Regions from separate parts of the Zea mays genome. Here region 1 is linked to region 2. Evidence: chromatin contacts called from public Hi-C data. All regions are on one chromosome and are shown on one strand. The core of a region is the stretch at or near the end of the contact, and the rest is flanking DNA. Distances in the headings are between cores, read along the strand shown. Region 1 holds the start of LOC100502506 (Aluminum-activated malate transporter 9). Region 2 holds the start of LOC100384592.

Evidence for each region. A called contact is a pair of places that touch in the nucleus more often than the background predicts.
Region 1: a contact with region 2 is called in a Hi-C map of leaf, with 6 times the contacts expected there. The contact joins the promoter of LOC100502506 here to the promoter of LOC100384592 in region 2. A contact is called at or near these places in 10 of 25 Hi-C or Micro-C datasets (bundle sheath, ear, endosperm and 3 more).

What each region holds. Positions count from the first base shown.
Region 1 is chr9:35,695,423-35,700,546 of Zm-B73-REFERENCE-NAM-5.0, reverse strand. It overlaps LOC100502506 (Aluminum-activated malate transporter 9), which reads left to right and starts at 2,223. Exons shown (of 6, transcript NM_001196984.1): 1 at 2,223-2,761; 2 at 4,049-4,186; 3 at 4,284-4,553; 4 at 4,741-4,877; 5 at 4,965-5,111. The coding sequence starts at 2,344.
Region 2 is chr9:35,942,049-35,947,441 of Zm-B73-REFERENCE-NAM-5.0, reverse strand. LOC100384592 reads left to right here and starts at 2,486. Exons shown (of 7, transcript NM_001397525.1): 1 at 2,486-2,642; 2 at 2,722-2,805; 3 at 2,903-3,088; 4 at 4,102-4,272. The coding sequence starts at 2,540.

The DNA.
Region 1 (5,124 bases), core at 974-3,473, 250 kb after region 2:
TTCTCAAATTTGAAGCGATAGGGCAATCGAACAAGTTCATTCTTCTTCCTTGTTCCCTTCAGCTTCGGTATACTCCATTCACTCAACGTTGGAGACACCCTGTTGGCTAGGTATTCTTACACTAGATCTCTAGTGCTGATTTGTTCAGCCACCACCCTGCCTAGGGAGGAGAGTTCCTAGGGTGTGCCTACGGGTTAGCAGGCCACCCAAGATGCCTCTAGTTGACATAGAGCCGAAGAGAGGTGAAGATTTAAGGTAGAAGAAGGCTAAACTAGGCCTAAACTTGGGCTACTCCTAATGCATAAGGTAAAAATGATAAGTAGAGTTGATTGGATGGATTGTGGGGGGTTCAATCGGTTGTACCCCTTCATCTATATAAAGGGTGGAGGTCTGGACCCATTACAAGTCGGTTCTCGAGTTAATCCCGTAGGTTTAGATAACAAATCCTGCAAGAAATCTGGAACCCTAACTGATTCTACGCACGCACGGACAGTCCGCACCGCTACATCGGACCGTCCGGACCGTGGACTATCCGCCGCCAGGCACTTTTAGTGCTCAACATGGAGATATATTACAAAGCAATTCTGAAGACATGTACCTTGTGTCACACCCAGATTCAAGGGCAAATCTAGGCGCGTCTCAAATTTGTGCTAGGATCAAGTCTCACACATATGATGACTCATGGTACAGAAATCAATATCATATCTTTATTATATAATAGGGGTTCTGAACAAAATAGCTAAATAATTACATCATATGATGACAATGATCCTCTGCAACCATAATTGACTAGGAGACGACGATCTACACCTCTCACAAACTCATTGTGGCATTCTTTATGCTCCTCAATGCATGGGCAGTTTTATTACGAAGCTAACACATCCCGAATGAACCAAGTCAGGGTTAAAACATCATAGATATGAATTTTACAGGTTTCCTAATTATTTTAGTATTTATTTTATATTAGAAATAGCTTCCAGGGGCATATATAAAAATTCTAGGAACTTGCGCGCAACTACAATAATAGAAGTGAGGGCTCGGGTGTAAAAATAAGGTTGCGGGTTAAATTTTTGAAGAGTGTAGGGATCATATGTAAATTTATGGACTAATATGTGCTGATCATTACTCTCTCTCTCTCTCTCAATATATAAGATGTAACCATCTCTGGTTTAAAGACAAAAAATGTATTTAATTCTCTCTATATTATTACATTAAGGTACGTATGCTTAGAGAGAACATGCCTTATATTATAGGACAAAAACAAAAGATGGTTACACCTTATAAAGTGATATGCACGCGCACGCAGTGCAGGTGTGATGGGGGAGAATGGGCCCGCACACGGGCTTGAGAGGAAGCGGCAATACTAGGTCGGGACGAGGAGAATTTGGCCCACGCAGAAGAAAGCTTCATCCATTTCTTTTACTTATTTTCTGTTTTGTTTTCTCTCTTTCAAAGTGGCAATTTGGATTCAAATTCCATTTAGTTATGATTCACAAGATTATCATGCAGCAACCAAAACAACAACATGTGATGCAAGGTTTATTTTATTTATCTTCATATATATAGATGCGTTTATTTAATGTAAATAAAATTCTCACCCGTTATTTATTTTAGAACTTTATCACTCTTAAATGCATATACAGATCAGAAGTACATCAAAAAGTTAAATATTAATTTTTCTCTAATCTAGAAAACGTTAATATAATATATTTATCAAGAGTTGCTTTTAACATATTAAAAAATATTTTATATAGCCCTTGAAGAGGGTAATCCATTCTAATAAATCAAAACTCTTTTGTTATTTATTTATTTTATTAGAGATATACTTTATAAAGGAAGGAATCTATTAACATGCATTTTTGTATTTTAAGTCAAACTTTCTAGAGAACCCTTTATAAATTCTAAAATAGAATTTTGGGTATTACACCTTTCTCTTGAGGTTGTAGCGATGCCACTCGGAGCCATTGGGTGGCCAAGAACGAAGCAGCAGCAGACGGTAAAAGTCACATTTTAGAATTATTGGGTCTAAAAAACATGTGAATAACTGAGCCAGCGCGAGAAAATGACGATGTATTTTGTTCAGCCGACAAACGAACTAAAAAAAGCAATTTTCCCGATACAAACAGTCGAGGTGTCGCAGCCACGGTAAGCAGACAGAGCAGCGCACTGCACTCTTCTCTGCAGTCTGCACATCTCCGGGAAGCCAAACCCGAGCGTCCTGACTCCTGAGTTCCTGACCAAACAATCCCAGTACTGCGATTCGCTCGGGATCGTCTGCAGGCCCCACCGGCCGATCCATCCCCCCGTAAGGCCGTAAACCGTAACCTTCCGCCGATCGCTTCAATGGCCGTGGCCTCGGCCGCGCGGACGGCAACACCGGCGTCGCCGGCGCGACTGGGGTCGCTGTGGTCGACGCTGGAGGACCAGCGCGGGGCGGCGGTGCCGCTGCTCTCCTCGGCCTGGACCCTGCCGACGACCTCCCAGGGCGGCATCGCCGGGGACGGGGAGCAGCTGCCCAAGGAGGGCCTGCTCCGGCGGGCTGGCGGCGTTGTTGCCCGCTGGTGGGGGGCGGCGTGCGGCGCGGTGGCGGAGCTGTGGGCCTTCGCGCGGGCCGATCCGCGGAAGCCCGTGTTCGCGGGGAAGGTTGCGCTCGCGCTCGCCCTCATCTCGCTGCTCGTCTTCCTCCGGGAGCCGCGCGACATCGTCAGCCACTCCGTCTGGGCAATCCTCACCGTCGTCGTCGTCTTCGAGTTCAGCATCGGTGCGCGCCGCCTTTTACTTCTCTGGGTTTGCTTGGGTTAGATTCAAGGTGTCGCCTTTGCTATGGTCCTTCTACTGTTCAGTCTTCATTGGAATTCCTTCCTTTTTGTCAAATCTCTTGCGTGCCTTCAACTTTTGCTGTCATCTTTGTGCTGCCCTCGTCTCTGTTCCGACACATCAGTTCTTGGAGCATGTCCATATATATATAGTAATATAGTATTAAATCGAAGCGGTGAATAAACAGTTCCGTCCAATCTTCATCTGATCTGCAGATCAGCAACTGCCGTTGCATTCAAAATTATGCGGGCCTGCCAGTTCAAAAATGTCATTGTGAGATCTCTTCTTTTTGGGTAATGATACTAGAGATGTTAGGTTTGTAGTCCCAGCAATGTACAACACGGGTCCACTTTTAGGTGACCGAGCAAATCAGTTGTTCCGTGCAGAGACAGGAAAACTCGTCTTCCATTTTGTCCATCTGTTGAACGTGGCCCCCTGTTTTTTGGCATTGTCGAAGACCTGGTGATAGAGCGGCTTTTGACATTGCTGAAGACCAGGTGGTAGATGGATTAAGAAATTATGCTTGCGTAGTTTATGCTGTTGGCTGGCATATTTTATTTCAAACCTGTGTGCAGTGGGATGTGTAACTTTTAAACTACATTTATAATGATGATGGACCACAACTTCTTAAAAATTTAGGGCAGATGCTTCTTGAGACATCTTCAAAGTCCAAACTATCATACCTTAAACTTTAATTCAGTCACAATTTCTTATTAAAGAAAGGGTATCATCAAAGTTATTTGGAAACCCTTTTTGTGTAGGTCTAATGTAAGAGCTCAGAAAACAATGACTACTCAAATGGACTAAAGAAATAAATTTTGGAAGAAAATGTAAGATTGGTTGTTAAATGTTGTAGGTTGTTTCTGTGATGCAGAAAGTTAAAAAAAACATAGACAATTGCTTCTTTTTATGTGCCACTAAGGAAGCTGTCCTTTTTTTATACCTTTCGTTTTTGTCACTGGTCTATTAAGGTACTTGCTTTTTTTCTTTTTTGCTTAGCACTACTACTTAGACCCTTACACAGTAAGTTTTCAACCTGGAGAAGATGATTCCATTTGCTGTGCACACCTGCAAATTCATTTGTTCATACGACAGCCTCTCTGTATTTGGAGGGGAAGGTTTGCCTTGTTTTATCCCTTCCACAGACCCCCACTTATGTTAGATCCTCTGGCGCTGGGTCTGTCTTTTTTCACATATTCTGTAATTGATTCGAATCAGTGCTGTGATGCAGGTGCAACCTTAAGCAAAGGGTTTAATCGGGGATTGGGGACACTAACCGCAGGAGCTTTTGCTCTAGTAGTTGCAGAATTGTCCAAACACCTGGGAAAACTGGAGGAAGTTATTCTTATAACAAGCATCCTTATTGTTGGTAAGCACTTACATTCTGAGAGCAATCGATTTTTTTTCTCTCTCAAAGCGGCCTATGAATATATCTAAAGTGCAATTTTCCTTGTTTATATTGGTAGCCTTTTTCACAACATTGACAAAGCTACATCCGAAGATGAAGCCGTATGAGTATGGATTCCGTGTGTTCTTGTTGACATTCTGTTACGTTATGGTCTCTGGGTACAACACTGGGAAATTCACTGATACAGCTACAAGCAGATTTATATTGATTGCTATTGGTGCTGCTGTCAGTCTTGGAATCAATGTAGGCATCTACCCAATCTGGGCGGGAGAGGATTTGCATAACTTGATAGCAAAGAATTTCACTGGTGTTGCAAAATCCTTGGAAGGTATGACCTTGCATCCTGCTCAAAATTCAGAGTATTTCCAATGTTGGAAATGTTATTTTTTCGTGTCCTTGGTCAACTGGCTATCGATTATACGTGCATCTGATTTGTTTATTTCTTGCCAAATCTACCAAACTAATGACATCAAGGTCTTATATGCTCGATATGGTTCGTTGAACATTTGCTCTAGGTTGTGTTGATGGATATCTGAGATGCATGGAATATGAAAGGATTCCTTCAAAAATACTTGTGTATCAAGCATCTGATGATCCTGTATATAGTGGGTACAGGGCAGCTGTTGAGGCATCAGCACAGGAAGAAACCCTGGTTTGTGCTTGTTCCATATTCAACAATCAACAGTCTGCCATGTGTATTTTGATGAATTTGATTAGCTAATTTCTAGTATGTTTTCAGCTTGGCTTTGCTATATGGGAGCCACCCCATGGGCCTTACAAAACAATGAACTATCCTTGGAGGAGCTTCACCAAAGTTAGTGGAGCATTGAGGCACTGTTCCTTTGCAGTAATGGCATTACATGGTTGCATTCTTTCAGAAATTCAGGTTTGTCCATTTA
Region 2 (5,393 bases), core at 1,237-3,736:
ATGATCAACTTGAGCCCACAGTCTTCCTTATCAAATAATCTCCTCGCAAGGATCTCCATAGATCGAAGTCTCTTGCAACCGTACACAAGTTTGATGGGAGCACAATCTCCAAGAATAGTAAGAGAGAGAGAGAAGTAGAACACAACACAAGAGCAAAATGCAACAACACAACACCAAGAACACTAGCACAACTCAAAAGATGTCTATCTCAACTCAAAAAGGTGCTAGAATCTCTCTAGAATCTAATGACGGTGCTACACAAATGAATCAGAGTGATGTGTAGCTCTTAATAATGTTGGGTGGTCAAGTAGGCTGGTTAGGGGGGCTATTTATAGCCCAAAAACCCCAACTAGTCGTTGCTTATTTCCTCCAAAAACTGCTCTGCACAATGACGCACCGGACCAGGTAAAGTAGCACACACTACAGGATTCTGATTGGTGGCTTCCATAACTGCCTTGCACCGAACTGTCTTACACGTCAGCTAGCCATTGTTTGTTCGTCAAAGCCCGAAGTAGCCGTTACCCATGAGGTTCGATGCACCACCGGACCATGGTCTGGTGATTTTTAAAGAAAAAATCCTAGTTACAACTTCTTTCTTGTAGTCGAGGTCTGGTGCAAGCTCCAATGTGCTAGGCCCCCAAAGCCTCCTGAGGGGCTCTCTGGTAACTCGGTCTGGTGTACCACCGGACCGATCTGGTGAGCCCTAGATCAGCCGAGACTTAGCTCATTTGAGCTAAACTTCTCCACTTTGTTTTGGCAGTTCTTTGGAGCTTTCCTACGACATAGACAAACATTGTTAGAGTAGACAAACATTGTTAGAGTATAATCAATTGAACTAAGTCATGGAAACTCACATCTTTCTTATCTTTTCACCATGATTCCTATTTTGTCTCAAACTAAGTCAAAAGGCACTTTTCTCAAGAAACTAAGTTGGAGACCAAATCAAAGTGCTAAAGACATTATAATAGGTGTGTGCAACTTATTCAAATGTTTAGACCTCACTATTTTACCCATCTGGACATGTATAGTCGAAGGCAAGGCGGCGAGTAGTATAGGTGTACATTTGTGTTGTGCCTAATAGACCGACTCAAAGCACACAATTCCAGGCATAACCCAACATAATTGTGGGCCTGGGTCTGGCACGACCCAATGTGTGGCCCGTGCCTGGGCCTCAAGTCAAACCCACGGGCCGGCCTGGCACGACCCATTTAACTAAGGCCCATCGAAGCACACTAAACATAGACTTAGTATTTAACTAAGGCATGTCAAAGCACATAGGACTAACACAACTTGGAGAATCCAGAGCTTCAATGGGCCTTCGAAGGCAAGACGGGGATAGTGATGATGATCATTGTATATGTATTTCTTATGGTTGTATAGTACTCAACTAAATATTGAACAGAGAACTAAATATTATTTCTGAGCTAGTTGTAGTCTTTCTTCTTTCTGACCAAAGGTAATAACGTGACAACCACAAAATAGCTATTGGTCATTTTATATATTATATACTTTATGTTTATGTATTATTGTTGTATGTATATGGGCTGTTCTGGCACACTAAGATATTCTAGGCTATTTGGGCTGGTCTGGCATACATAACTAATTGTGGGTCGTGCTGTGGGCCGACGGCTGAGCCCAGTGCTGGCACGACACGACCCATAATTGGTGATATGCTTTTGTGGGCTTGTGTCGTGCCCGTCACACCAGCCCACATGTACAGGTATAGCGAGTAATAAGAGCAGTGGCGGCCAGCGGGTGAGAGCGTCACCGGCAGACATAGGGATGGCAACGGGTTTGAAACCCGTGGGTAGAGGGTTTTCAAACCCGCATCCGTGGGTTTGCTATTAAACCCACACCAGTATCCGTTACACATGACGGGTACAATATGCTACTCATATCCGCTACCCGCGGGTGCCACAAATCCATAGGTATTTTCGCGGGCATATAATTATAATTATAATTTTATATATATATATATATATATATATATATATATATATATATATATATATATATATATATATATATATATATATATATATATATATTACGGGTATGTGGGTTTACCGGCACGGGTATAACATTTTCATATCCACGAGGAAAAACCTATCGAATTGAAAATCAAATTCATAGCGGTATCCACGGTTATAAACTCACTCAAATCTGCACCATATAGGGTTTTTAGCTATGGACACGCGGATAAAATGATAAAATGTGCTCGTTAAGCAGACCCCTCGTCGTCTCTCTCGTCACTCTTCCCTCCCTCGTCGCTTATACGCCTTCTCTGTCTCCCTCTTGCGTCTCTCTTCCCTCCTTTTCCACCCAGCGACGGCGAGCGGGAAATGCCGGGCCCCAAAAGAGGCCGCATCCTTGGTGCTTTCTGAACCTTCTTTACTTTGTCCCCAAATGGCCTCCTCGCCCTCTTCACGTTTCCCTTCACCATAAGCACAGGCACCACTCCCCCCCTGCAAGCTCCTCCCTCTCTCGGCTCTTGGTTCTTGCATTACTCTGTCAGCCCAGAGGCAGAGCAAGTAAGCAAATGGTTGCTATGGCGGCGCCAGGGCGAGTGGCGCTCCTGGCCGCCGCACTCCTGTTCGGCGCCTTCTTCCCATCCGCGTTCGCCACGTCCTCGTACCCCGCAAGTGAGCTCCTTCTGCGGCCCCACCGTCTCGTTCGCTGCGCTTCCTTTGCTGATTAGTCTTATTCCACGTCGGATGGCAGGGCTTGCGGGCAGGCTCCTGTCCACCACGGCGTCGGCGGTGGCCAAGCAGCTGTGGTCGCTCAAATCGGCCGCCACCAAGACGGGTAATCGCCGGACCGTGGCGTCGTCTTTTCCCTCTCTGATTCTTGTTTCCTCACCGGGTGTGCCTGCTCTTCCGGTCTCTGGCGGTGTCGGCGGCAGCGACGGCGTCCGTGGCGGGGCGGTCCATGGTGCGGTACGAGGGCGGGTACGCGGTGGACACGGTGTTCGACGGCAGCAAGCTGGGGATCGAGCCGCACGCCGCCCAGATCAACCGCGCCGGCGACCTCCTCCTGCTCGACTCCATCAACAGCAACATCTACAGGGTCCAGCTGCCGTTGTCACCATGTGAGCACGCTCTGCCTCCGACCACTCCCTGTCCTTTTCAGGTTTTCCAGTCTTCATGGGATTCTGCTTCCCTCGATGATGCTTCCCTCGGTGATGTGAGTAGTTAGGGAGGGAGTTATTGGTGGTGGTTGGTAGGGGCTGATGTTGCATGCTGACTTCATCAAGCGCTGTTCCTCGATTGCGAAATGCCTACTATTTTGTTCATTGCTATAGTATGGACAATATGAAATAATAGCTGTTTGCGATCGTTCCCCATGTTTATGGAACCATCGTTCTCGTGCAGGTTTTTTTTTCTCCTTCACTTCCCTTTGTTGATGTGCTGGTTTACTTCCTCACGTTTCCTATAGCACAGGTGCCTGGAATCAAGGATTGAGAAGAGAAAGTAGATGTATAGTGCTGGTTTTCTAGATGGTTAGACTTAAGGTGTTGTTTAGTTCACCAAATGTAACATAAATAGCAACGGTAATGATTCACGTTCGATTACCAGCGGTAACAAGTTTGGATATGACGGTATTAGTTTCTAGTGTGGTATCTGATTACTGTTGGATTTAAACAAACATGGTTTAACGTTATCGATTACTGTTCACGTTACAAATATATGAATCAAACGACATCTAAGACCTAATGGCTGCTATCATCGCCTGAAAAACCCTTCAAAATCAGGCATATGAGAAATCAGCTCCCTTACTTCCTGTTTCACATATCAGAAGTTGAGCAAATAGACCTCTTCACTAGGAAAAATGTTTCTATGATTTGGTTCCCTTAAATTGTTAGCAATATCTCCTGTCTCATCTCATGTCACTAAAGGTAGGTACAATTGGAAATTTTACACTGTACCTCCACTATGAGCAAATGCTATGTCAGTCTCACTTCCCTCACTGCAACAAGACGACTTTTATTTTAGGATAGTGATGAAGTTGCCATTCATGTTTTTTTAGCATGAGATGCTTCCCAGATTATATCCAAGCAATCAGAATCTGATGGATCTTCTGAAATTGGATTCAACAATGCAGATAGCAGACCAAAGCTCCTTGCTGGTTCTCCAGAAGGTTTATCTGGCCATGTTGATGGAAGACTGCGAGAAGCGAGGATGAACCATCCTAAGGGGTTCACTGTGGATGATAGGGGCAACATTTATGTTGCAGATGCTATGAACATGGCAATAAGAAAGATCAGTGACACAGGTAAACTAAATGGCCCATTTGGAAGTATTGTTTCTCCAGCAGTTATTTAGTACTACATTCATTCATAAATATATGACGCCGTTGACTTTTTAAAAAACCTTTAATCACTCGTCTTATTCAAAATATTTATTCGAAAATGTAAAATTTTTAGCCACGCTCAAACGACTTTGAGTGATAAAACAAATCACTACAAAATAAATAGAGTAGTTGATACGTAGAGTAGATTGTGGTGGAAGGATATCTAACCAGCATTCTACTCTCGGCTCTTGATTAGGGGTAGATAACGAGCCAGCCAGTGGCGGGTCTATATGCAAACAAGGGTATTCAATTGAATACTCATTATTTTTGGCAAAACAAATATATATATATATATATATATATATATATATATATATATATATATATATATATATATTATGTATATAAGCTAAAATATTATAAAAAGCATAAAATCATACTATTTTACAGCTATTTTGTCTAAACTTTGGTTTTCACTAGCATTCTTTATTTCTGTACCGTTCAACCGATCATACAGTACAGTAGTGTGATTTTAGATTGTCAAAAAAAATATGTTCTACCAAAATTTTGAATACTCATACTTGAAATTCTGGGCTCGCCTCTGGAGCCAGCTCGACTCGGCTCGTCCGAGTTCGAGCTGGCTCGTTAAGGTAACGAGCCACAGAGTCAGCTCGGCTCGGCTCGGCTCGTTTATGAGCTCGAGCTGACTCGTTTAGCTCGCGAGCCAGAGCATAAAAAATAAAATATATATAATAATTATTTTTTAGTTAATTTCAAACTAATTTAACAATAGAAAATAGTAATTATACTCATAGTTTCACAAACCACGTCAATATAACACCAAATTAGCATAATTCATCGTTCATTAATTCACAATTCACATACATGTTTATCAGTTTAACCCATAATTATATTTGTATAGACCAAATTAACACATAGACATAGTTCATTAATTATTAGTTTAATTCATAAGCCATAGACACCTCACATATATATAACATGTTCACCAATTATTCTGTAAATGATACACATATAGTTTCGTTTTGTTGGAATATGCTAGCTCGTTTAGCTTGCGAGTTGGCTTGTTAACGAACCGAGCTAGA